Regions from separate parts of the Mus musculus genome. Here region 1 is linked to region 2. Evidence: chromatin contacts called from public Micro-C data. All regions are on one chromosome and are shown on one strand. Each heading gives the region's core, a stretch centred on a gene start, on an enhancer-like site or on the middle of the called end of the contact. The rest is flanking DNA. Distances are from core to core; before and after follow the strand shown.

Evidence for each region. A called contact is a pair of places that touch in the nucleus more often than the background predicts.
Region 1: a Micro-C map of the G1E-ER4 cell line shows a contact between it and region 2. The contact joins two enhancer-like sites. A contact is called at or near these places in 1 of 15 datasets of contacts at CTCF or cohesin (embryonic stem cells), 15 of 484 Hi-C or Micro-C datasets (B cells, the G1E-ER4 cell line, cerebellum and 2 more), 1 of 115 datasets of contacts at active chromatin or transcription factors (embryonic stem cells) and 1 of 9 other capture datasets (embryonic stem cells).

Annotation. Positions count from the first base shown.
Region 1 is chr8:122,828,678-122,832,351 of GRCm38.p6, reverse strand. Gm35466 (a long non-coding RNA gene) reads right to left here. Exons shown (of 3, transcript XR_388150.3): 1 at 3,169-3,674. Among named protein-coding and RNA genes, the nearest start is that of Gm35466, 7.1 kb to the right of the region's middle. Within about 2 kb of position 1,766, at least 33 of the 459 cell types and tissues checked have an H3K27ac peak or open chromatin away from gene starts, as enhancers often do. A contact at or near this core is called in the G1E-ER4 cell line, where this site is marked.
Region 2 is chr8:122,262,493-122,266,234 of GRCm38.p6, reverse strand. It overlaps Zfp469 (zinc finger protein 469), which reads right to left. Exons shown (of 3, transcript NM_001362883.1): 3 at 1-3,742. Among named protein-coding and RNA genes, the nearest start is that of Zfpm1, 18 kb to the left of the region's middle. Within about 2 kb of position 1,829, at least 25 of the 459 cell types and tissues checked have an H3K27ac peak or open chromatin away from gene starts, as enhancers often do. A contact at or near this core is called in the G1E-ER4 cell line, where this site is marked.

The DNA of each region.
Region 1 (3,674 bases), core at 517-3,016, 570 kb before region 2:
TCTGCAGTACTTATTACCCCCTCTAAAGAGGTGACCCTGGAATCACTTAGGAACCAGATCATTTAGGAACCTCCAAACACTTCTGCCATCTCTGGCCTCTGGCAAGAATGAGGCTGTCAAGAGATCCGAGGACACCTCTGGCAGAGAGATAAACTGGTTACTTTTCTTTGGAGTCTTTTTTTTTTTTTCTCCCCCAAGACAGAGTTTCTCTGGATAGTCTTGCGCTGTTCTGGAACTCACTCTGTAGACCAGGCTGGCCTTGAACTCACAGAGATCCACCCGCTTTTGCCTCCTGAGTGCTGGTACTAAAGGCATGTGCCAGCATTGCCCATTCTTTGGAGTTTTTTCATCACCCCTACTCCTGTCAAGAACTGCCAGAAGGAATTGAGGGAACGCCCACTCTGGCTTCTTCCAGCCGACCAGAGGGCACCAGGTGCAGAAACACCTCTGCAGTGGGCCAACCTCAACCTTAAAATACTCTATCCATTGATTTTATCTGAATGGGTGTTTTGCCTGCATGCCTGTGGCTGGCCTTTAGAGTGACAAGCCCAGCACCTGCATTCAGACCCATCAATAGCCGTGGGGTGGCTGGCATCAAAGTGGAGTCCCTCCACGGTGGCATCTGAAGACTCTCTCCCCATCAGCCTGGCCCTGGTAGGGCCACCTTTCTAGGGCTTGGCCTGTTGGTATCCTGCTTCTGTGATTGGTTCCTGCCTCTTTGGTGCCATGCTGGCTCCTGTGGCAACCCCAGGTGTGTGCCCCCTAGGAATACCGTGTGACCCTCCCTGTCCTGGGCTCCGAGGTCCACAGTGGCTTCCCAGGCAGGCAGTGAGAAGGGTCAGCAGTTTCAGTCCAGGTGAGCTAGGACGAGTCTGGGCAGTTAGACACTGTGCTCTGCCACATGTGTCTCCCTTGGGGAGAACCCAGTTTTATCTCCTTTATGCTCTACACCACAGACAAATCTCACTCGAGTTATTCCCCTATAAATCTTCTATATAAGTCCATGTTCCTGTAAAGGGGGGAGGTATGGGGACAAGCATGGGAAGGGCGGGAGGAAGGAAAGGAAGAACAGAATAGCCACGAGGGCCATCCTGGAGAAGGCCAGCCTGGGCTACACAGTGAGACCTTGTCTCATCCCTTCCCCAATATAATTAACCAATTAATTAAAAATGCACTGGGTCTGAAGGGGTCGTATAGGAAGCTACTCAAGAGGCAGAGACAGGAGGATTACTAGCCTGGGCAACTTAGATACTGTGTCAAATTAAACTAACAAAGGGCTGGGGCCTTGTCAGTGGTAGAGAAGACTAGCCCAGTGCACATGAGACCCTGGGTTCACCAGCAGGAAAAAAAAGTGTGGAACATTTCAGATCTACACACAGAGAGGCTGGGTGGAACAGGCAGGAACCAGTAGACTGGCTGCTGCTACCCCTGCAGGCTCCTGTGTCCCCGAGGGCTGCCAGTCCCAGTGCCACAGGGGCTAGGACAGGTTGCTGGGATGTTGGCTTCGGAGCTCCAAACCTCTGGCTTTGCGTATAATCACCGTCTCCCCAGCTCTGGTACCGGCTGAATAAGCCCTCCCACCAGATGGGGCACCTATGCAGTCAGAGCCCAGCCTTGAGCTTGCTTGGCTTCCCGTGTGCCCTAGCTGGGGCCAGAAAAGTCCACAAATTATAACTGGCTTCTTCACTCAGTATCTGCTCAGGAGACAGCCTCAACTCAGAGGTTCCTGCCATGCCCACTAGCAGCAGCAGGGGGCAGTGTGGCTCCAGGGACACAGTAGAGGAAGTATCTGGTCCTGTGGCTTCCCCTGTCATTAGACCAGGGCTGAGCGGTTGGGGATGGGCTCTTTCATGTGCTGTCTCCACCTGAGTCACACTTGCCCCCCTAAGTTTCAGGCACGGAGGCCCCACATCTGCCCTGTGGCCCTTGCTTATGGATCTGCCTAACCTGATCTTCCTGCTCCATCAGCTCCAGTCCAGAGTCTTTCTTCTGACACAGGTAACCTGGCCGTGTAGGTCAGTCCCCTGTCTTACTGTGATCTAACTGTAATGTGGCAGGGTGTGTGTGTGTGTGTGTGTGTGTGTGTGTGTGAGAGAGAGAGAGAGAGAGAGAGAGAGGGAGAGAGAGAGAGAGAGAGAAAGAGAGAGAGAGAGAGAGAGAGAGAGAGAGAGAGAGAGAATGAGAGATCTGGAAGCCAGTACAGGCAAGCAAACAAACCATGAGCCAGGTCAGAGGTGTCTGGTGAGCAGGGTTAGCCTCCAAAGAGACACAGGTTTTTGTTTTGTTTTGTTGGGGTGGCGGGGGTGGCACACTTTCCCTGTGTAGCCCTGGCTGTCCTGGAATGCTCTCTGTAGACCAGGTTGGCCTCAAATTCACAGAGATCCTCCTGCCTCTGCTTCTGGGTGGTTGGACTAAAGGTGTGTGCCACTACCACTTGGCTAAGGGACATAGTTTTGTTTGTTTGTTTGTTTGTTTGTTTTTCGAGACAGGGTTCCTCTGTGTAGCCCTGGCTGTCCTGGAACTCACTCTGTAGACCAGGCTGGCCTCCAACTCAGAAATCCACCTGCCTCTGCCTCCCAAGTGCTGAGACTAAAGGTGTGCACTACCACTGCCCCTCGGGACATAGTTTTATGGTGTTTTTCCTTTGGACCTCCAGGCTGTGTTTCATGGGAAAGTGATCACCAGGAGAGGCGGCTGCCTCTTCATCTCCACCCCTTCCAGCTGTGGCCTGTGGGAGCTGAGCTTGGGTGAGAAACCAGGTCAGCCTCCCTGGGGACAGGTGAGTCATCTTAGACCAGATCCAGAAAGGCAGATGGGAGGTGGGTGGCTTCTTCCCAGCAAGCAGAGCCAGGGGCTGTGAGTCTGGCCCTTAGCAGAGGGGGCCTGCCTCACTTCACAAAAGCCCCTCCCCAGCGAACTACAGGTCTCACTGATGCACAGCTGTGTAGTGGTGGGGCCATTTCAACTTGGAGTGCCTGCCCACTATCCTCACTCCAGGGCCTTCCCTCCCTTATAGCCACTCTGTCCTTCATCCCCTCAGTCTCATGCTGGGGTCAAGGAAGAGAGGGAGAGGACAGGGGTGCAGAGGGCAGGGGTGCAGGGGTGCAGAGGGCAGGGTTGCAGAGGGCAGGGGTGCAGAAGGCAGGGGTGCAGAAGGCAGGTACTTACCCACACCCCTTGGTTTAGCCGGAATTGGTTCTGGTGACTTCCTGGGAGAAGACAGGGTGAGCTGAGAGCCTTGAGTCAGGTTCAGTGGGGCAAGAATAGGACCTAGAGCTGGGGATACCATGGGGTGCACAGTGGCTGAGCTGCTGCTCCCGTGGTTTCCAATCTAGTTAGTGTGTTGGCCATGACAAGGGCCGTGTCCACAGGCAACTGGATCTCATGGGGGCTGCACGGTCAAGGGCTGGAGGCAGCTGGAGCACTGACAGGGGACCTGGGGCAGAGGGTGTCCTGGGGTGGTTATGTTTTCTTAACAGAAGGATTTATTCGGGGCTTAGAGTTTAAGAGGGATAGGAGTCCATCAACAAACATGGCAGGGAGCAGGGCACCAGGCAGGGCACTGGAGCAGCAGCTGGGAGCTTGGTATCCTGAGTCTCTAATGCCAGGATGTTGGAAATGAACTCTGTTCCACAGTGGCCTCTGTAAGTGTCCGCTGCTGTCAGGAAAGTTCA
Region 2 (3,742 bases), core at 580-3,079:
GTGCTGGGATAAAGGCTCTTCAGGGCCACAGCAGCTTGTCACCAATAGTGTAGGGGATGCTGGGGGTTCAGCCTCTTTGGTGGTTAGGCCATAACTGGCACCCAGAGGTACCAAGACAGGACAGGTTGGCTGATCATCGGGGCTGGGTAGGTCTCTGTAGGAGGAAGGTGCTAGTGGCTTACTAGGCTTGACTCTGGTCTCAGGGTCTTCCTGGGGCATCGGCTCAAGGTCACTGGGAGTAGGTGTGGCTTGAGGCCTGGTGGAGAAGACACATGCGGCCAGGTCTCTATTGGAGGGAGCGGGATTCTCCTGGCTAAACAATGGCTGTGGGCTGGCGGCCTTCTCTGGGCTTCTCTCTGCAGGCTCCTTCTGGAGAGGGCAAGCCTTCTGGATTGGAAGCAAGGATGTGCTATCAGGGTCGGTGGGGCTGGTGGAGAACAGTGCTTGTCTCCTAAGGCCCCGGGCTGCTCTGTTCCCCTGGCGTGGCCTTCTGCCCCTGGCCGGCCTAGCTTCCAAATGGGCACTGACCTTGTTGAGTGCATCTGGGTCCTCCAGGCTCCTCCAGCTTTTTGGCTGGAGTCTGTTGGCTTGACCCTGGCCCTTGATCTTTTCAGGTTGACTAGGCGAGCCAAGACGTCCATCTGCCTTGGACCTCAGCTGCTTCTGGATGTTTGCAGGAAGAGCTGACACGTTTACAGCCCTTGAGGAGTCCTCTTTCATACGGGCCCCTCCTGTCACTGAGGGGTCCCCAGACTGAAGGCCCTGGGCGTTCTCTCTGCTCTTGGCTGTAGCATCCAGGACCTGACGCAGAGGAAAGGAACAGCAGGCTGGGTCCTGGCGCCTCTGTCCAATGCTGGCACTGGGCTCCCAGGGAGGATCTGGCACGGGATGAGACCAAGCCCTACCACCACTTTGAAGGGTGGATTGTGGAGAGGTCCCTGCAGGTGCAGACGCCCCCTTAAAGTCCAGGTCCTTGGCAATAGGCTTGTTAAGCACAGCTCCTATAGAACTCCCTGCCTGGTCTTCAGAGTGACCCTTAGAGCCATGGCTGAGACTGGCACTTGGAAGGGAGGTGACTTCCTCATCACCCTTAAGTATCAAGTTGGGTTCTAGGGCCGGGTGGGCACTGGGGCTGTTGAATCCTTCCAGTGCAGGGGAAGTTGGGCAGGGCTCCTGGGCCTCACAGAATGGGTCTAGAGAATGTCCTCTTGTGTGTTTACCAGGAAGCAGCGGTGGGGCATTCGAGTTCTGGGTCCCAGGGGCTTCATTATTTTTAGGAAACAAAAGCCCATGCTTCGGGCTGTCCTTGGCTAAACTCCCAGCATGCAGCAAGGCCACCTGTTGGTTGCTGGAGTCAGGCAGGCGGTCACTTAGGGGGATCTGACTGTCTGCGTCGGGGATAATGGTCTCCCGAGTTCTCTGAAGACCGAGTGTGAATCCTTCCAGGCTGAGGGGAGCCCCGCATCCTGGGTTCTCCTGGATACCACAGGGAGGTGCTGCTTTTTCTGTGTGGCAGGAAGCTGGGTAGGGCCACTGTTTCTGGGGGTTCTTCAGGGCCCTTTCCTGATGTGAACTTGATCCCTCAAGACCTGTAATGTCTTCTGCTGGCTCCCTCTGGGCTGAGGTGGCTGGATTTGTGGGTAGAAGGGAGGCCTGCTTTGGGCTTGTGTCCATCTTGCCTTCCTGTGTAGCTTCCTCCGGTTCTCCCGAGGTGCCCACTGTGCTCCCTTCCCCCTGCAGTTGGCTTTCTAATTCAGTCACCAATCTTTTGATCTCCAGTTCGTCCTCACACAGATTGCTACATTCACTTCCCTTTTCAGGCACAGCGGGAGGGCGGGGAGGCACCGTCTGTTCCGAGGGACACTGCTTGCTGACTGTCTTTCCCTTGGAGAGACCAGGAAAGGAGCCAGGCAGCACCGGAGAAATTTCCTCCAGCAGCAAGAATGGCGGGTACAGAGGATCTGCCAGAGGTTTCTTAGGGAGAGGGTCAGGACCTGCCAGTGGTCCGTGGGTGACCCTGTTTGCTGACAAGTTGTCATAGAGTGGTGGGTCAAATCCGTCCTCAGGCAGCCCTGCAAACAGGGATGTGGACTCTAAGGTCAGTGGCGAATGCACCTTCCCTGGGTCTGTTTCAACTGGGTAGGGTGGACTCTTGGATGGTGTTGACTCAAGGGTCTCCATACTGTCCTGGCTAAGGTAGCAGCTTCGGGCAGGCAACGGGTCCATAGCTAAAGGCTTGGTGTACAGATCGTCAGGGAAACAGTAGGCTAGGTCCTTGGATCCAAGGAACAATTCACAGGTGTCACTGTTAGGCAGGGATCCTCTTTTGGCAGCTGGACACTCTAGAGAGCGCCTGTCACAGTGGTCAGGGTCACAACCAGGACTCGAGTTCTTGAAAACCGGGAGGCTGGATTCAGTGTAGAACATGTCTGCCAGCTTATCGATGGGTACCAGGCACCTTCCAGGCTGGGAGGCAGAGTCCTCTCTGGTATGCAAAGTCGGGGGCTTCATGCATCCAGAAGTGCCCAGAAGACAGCCTGCATCTGGTACTGGCACGCTGTTTCCCGATAGTGTTTCAGGGTGGCTCCCTGATGGACTGCCAGCCCGTGCTGGCACTGGAGCAGCGGGTCTGGGGCTTTCCCCACCACAGTGAGCTGGAGAACTGGGTCTCTCTCTGAGCTCAGTGGTATCAGCAGCAACTTCAGGCTTCTCGCCCTCCTGGGGGAAGTCCAGGGCTGCATGGTTTTTCTCCTGGGTCTTGGTGGTGGCGAGGACCCGGGGAGGATGTTTTGGGGCTATTATGGGATGGCCACGATGCTCAAGTCCTCTTTCCACAGAGACTTCTCCAGCTTCCGAACTCGGCAACAGGCTTTGAGTCCTTGGAGTGGGAGAGCCCCCATTTTCACCAGCCTCCTGCCGCATGACCTTCCTTGGGTTCTGGGTCAAATCTTCTTTCTTCCTCTTCTTGCCCTGGCGCCACCGTTGGCGGCTGTGGGGGGAACAGCCTTGGGCAGGACCCCCCAAATCCCGCCGCTGCTGCATACCAGCCTCTTCCTCAGATTCAGAGGCACAGCCTTGCCCGCTGAGCCTGCCCTCCTGGGTGCTAGGTGGTCTTCCAGGCAGCGGGGGGACATGGGAGACTTGGTTCCGTGGTGCCTGCTGCCCGTGGCGCCTGTTTTTCTGCCGCACTATCTTGTGGATGAGTTCCTTGCTCCAGGAGCCGCCCCGCCCCCTCCTCTTCCTGGAGTCCTTCCCAGAGGGCAGCTGCAGGTGCTTGGAGCTCCTCGTCTCTTTGGAGGTGGCTCTGGAGATGCTGTGATCTGCACGAGCGTGGCCCTTGCGAGTCTGACTTTTGCGAGCCTGGGGCCGGGGATGCTCTGCACTGTGACCCTTCTTTCTTGGCCTCAGGCAGATGGCTTTGGCCTGACTGTTAGTACCCTTGGCCATACCGGGCTCTTTCCGAAACAACTTGAATTGCTTCCCTCTCCTCTGCTGCCTGACCAGGGTGGTCGCATCTGCCTGTACAGATGCAAGGCCCAGGGAACGGGTTTTGGGCCTGTTTCGGGCTGGGTGGCTCCTGTTTCCAGTGCAGGGGGCTTGGGGTTCTGGCACAGCAGCTTTGGATGGGAGCTGGGGCTGGGTACCATTCTTGGAAATTGATCCCACCTGATTGTTGAGGGGATGCCCAGTGCTGGGCCCCCTGGAGCCTGAAGGCTCCTCATCAGCAAAGACATCAATGAAG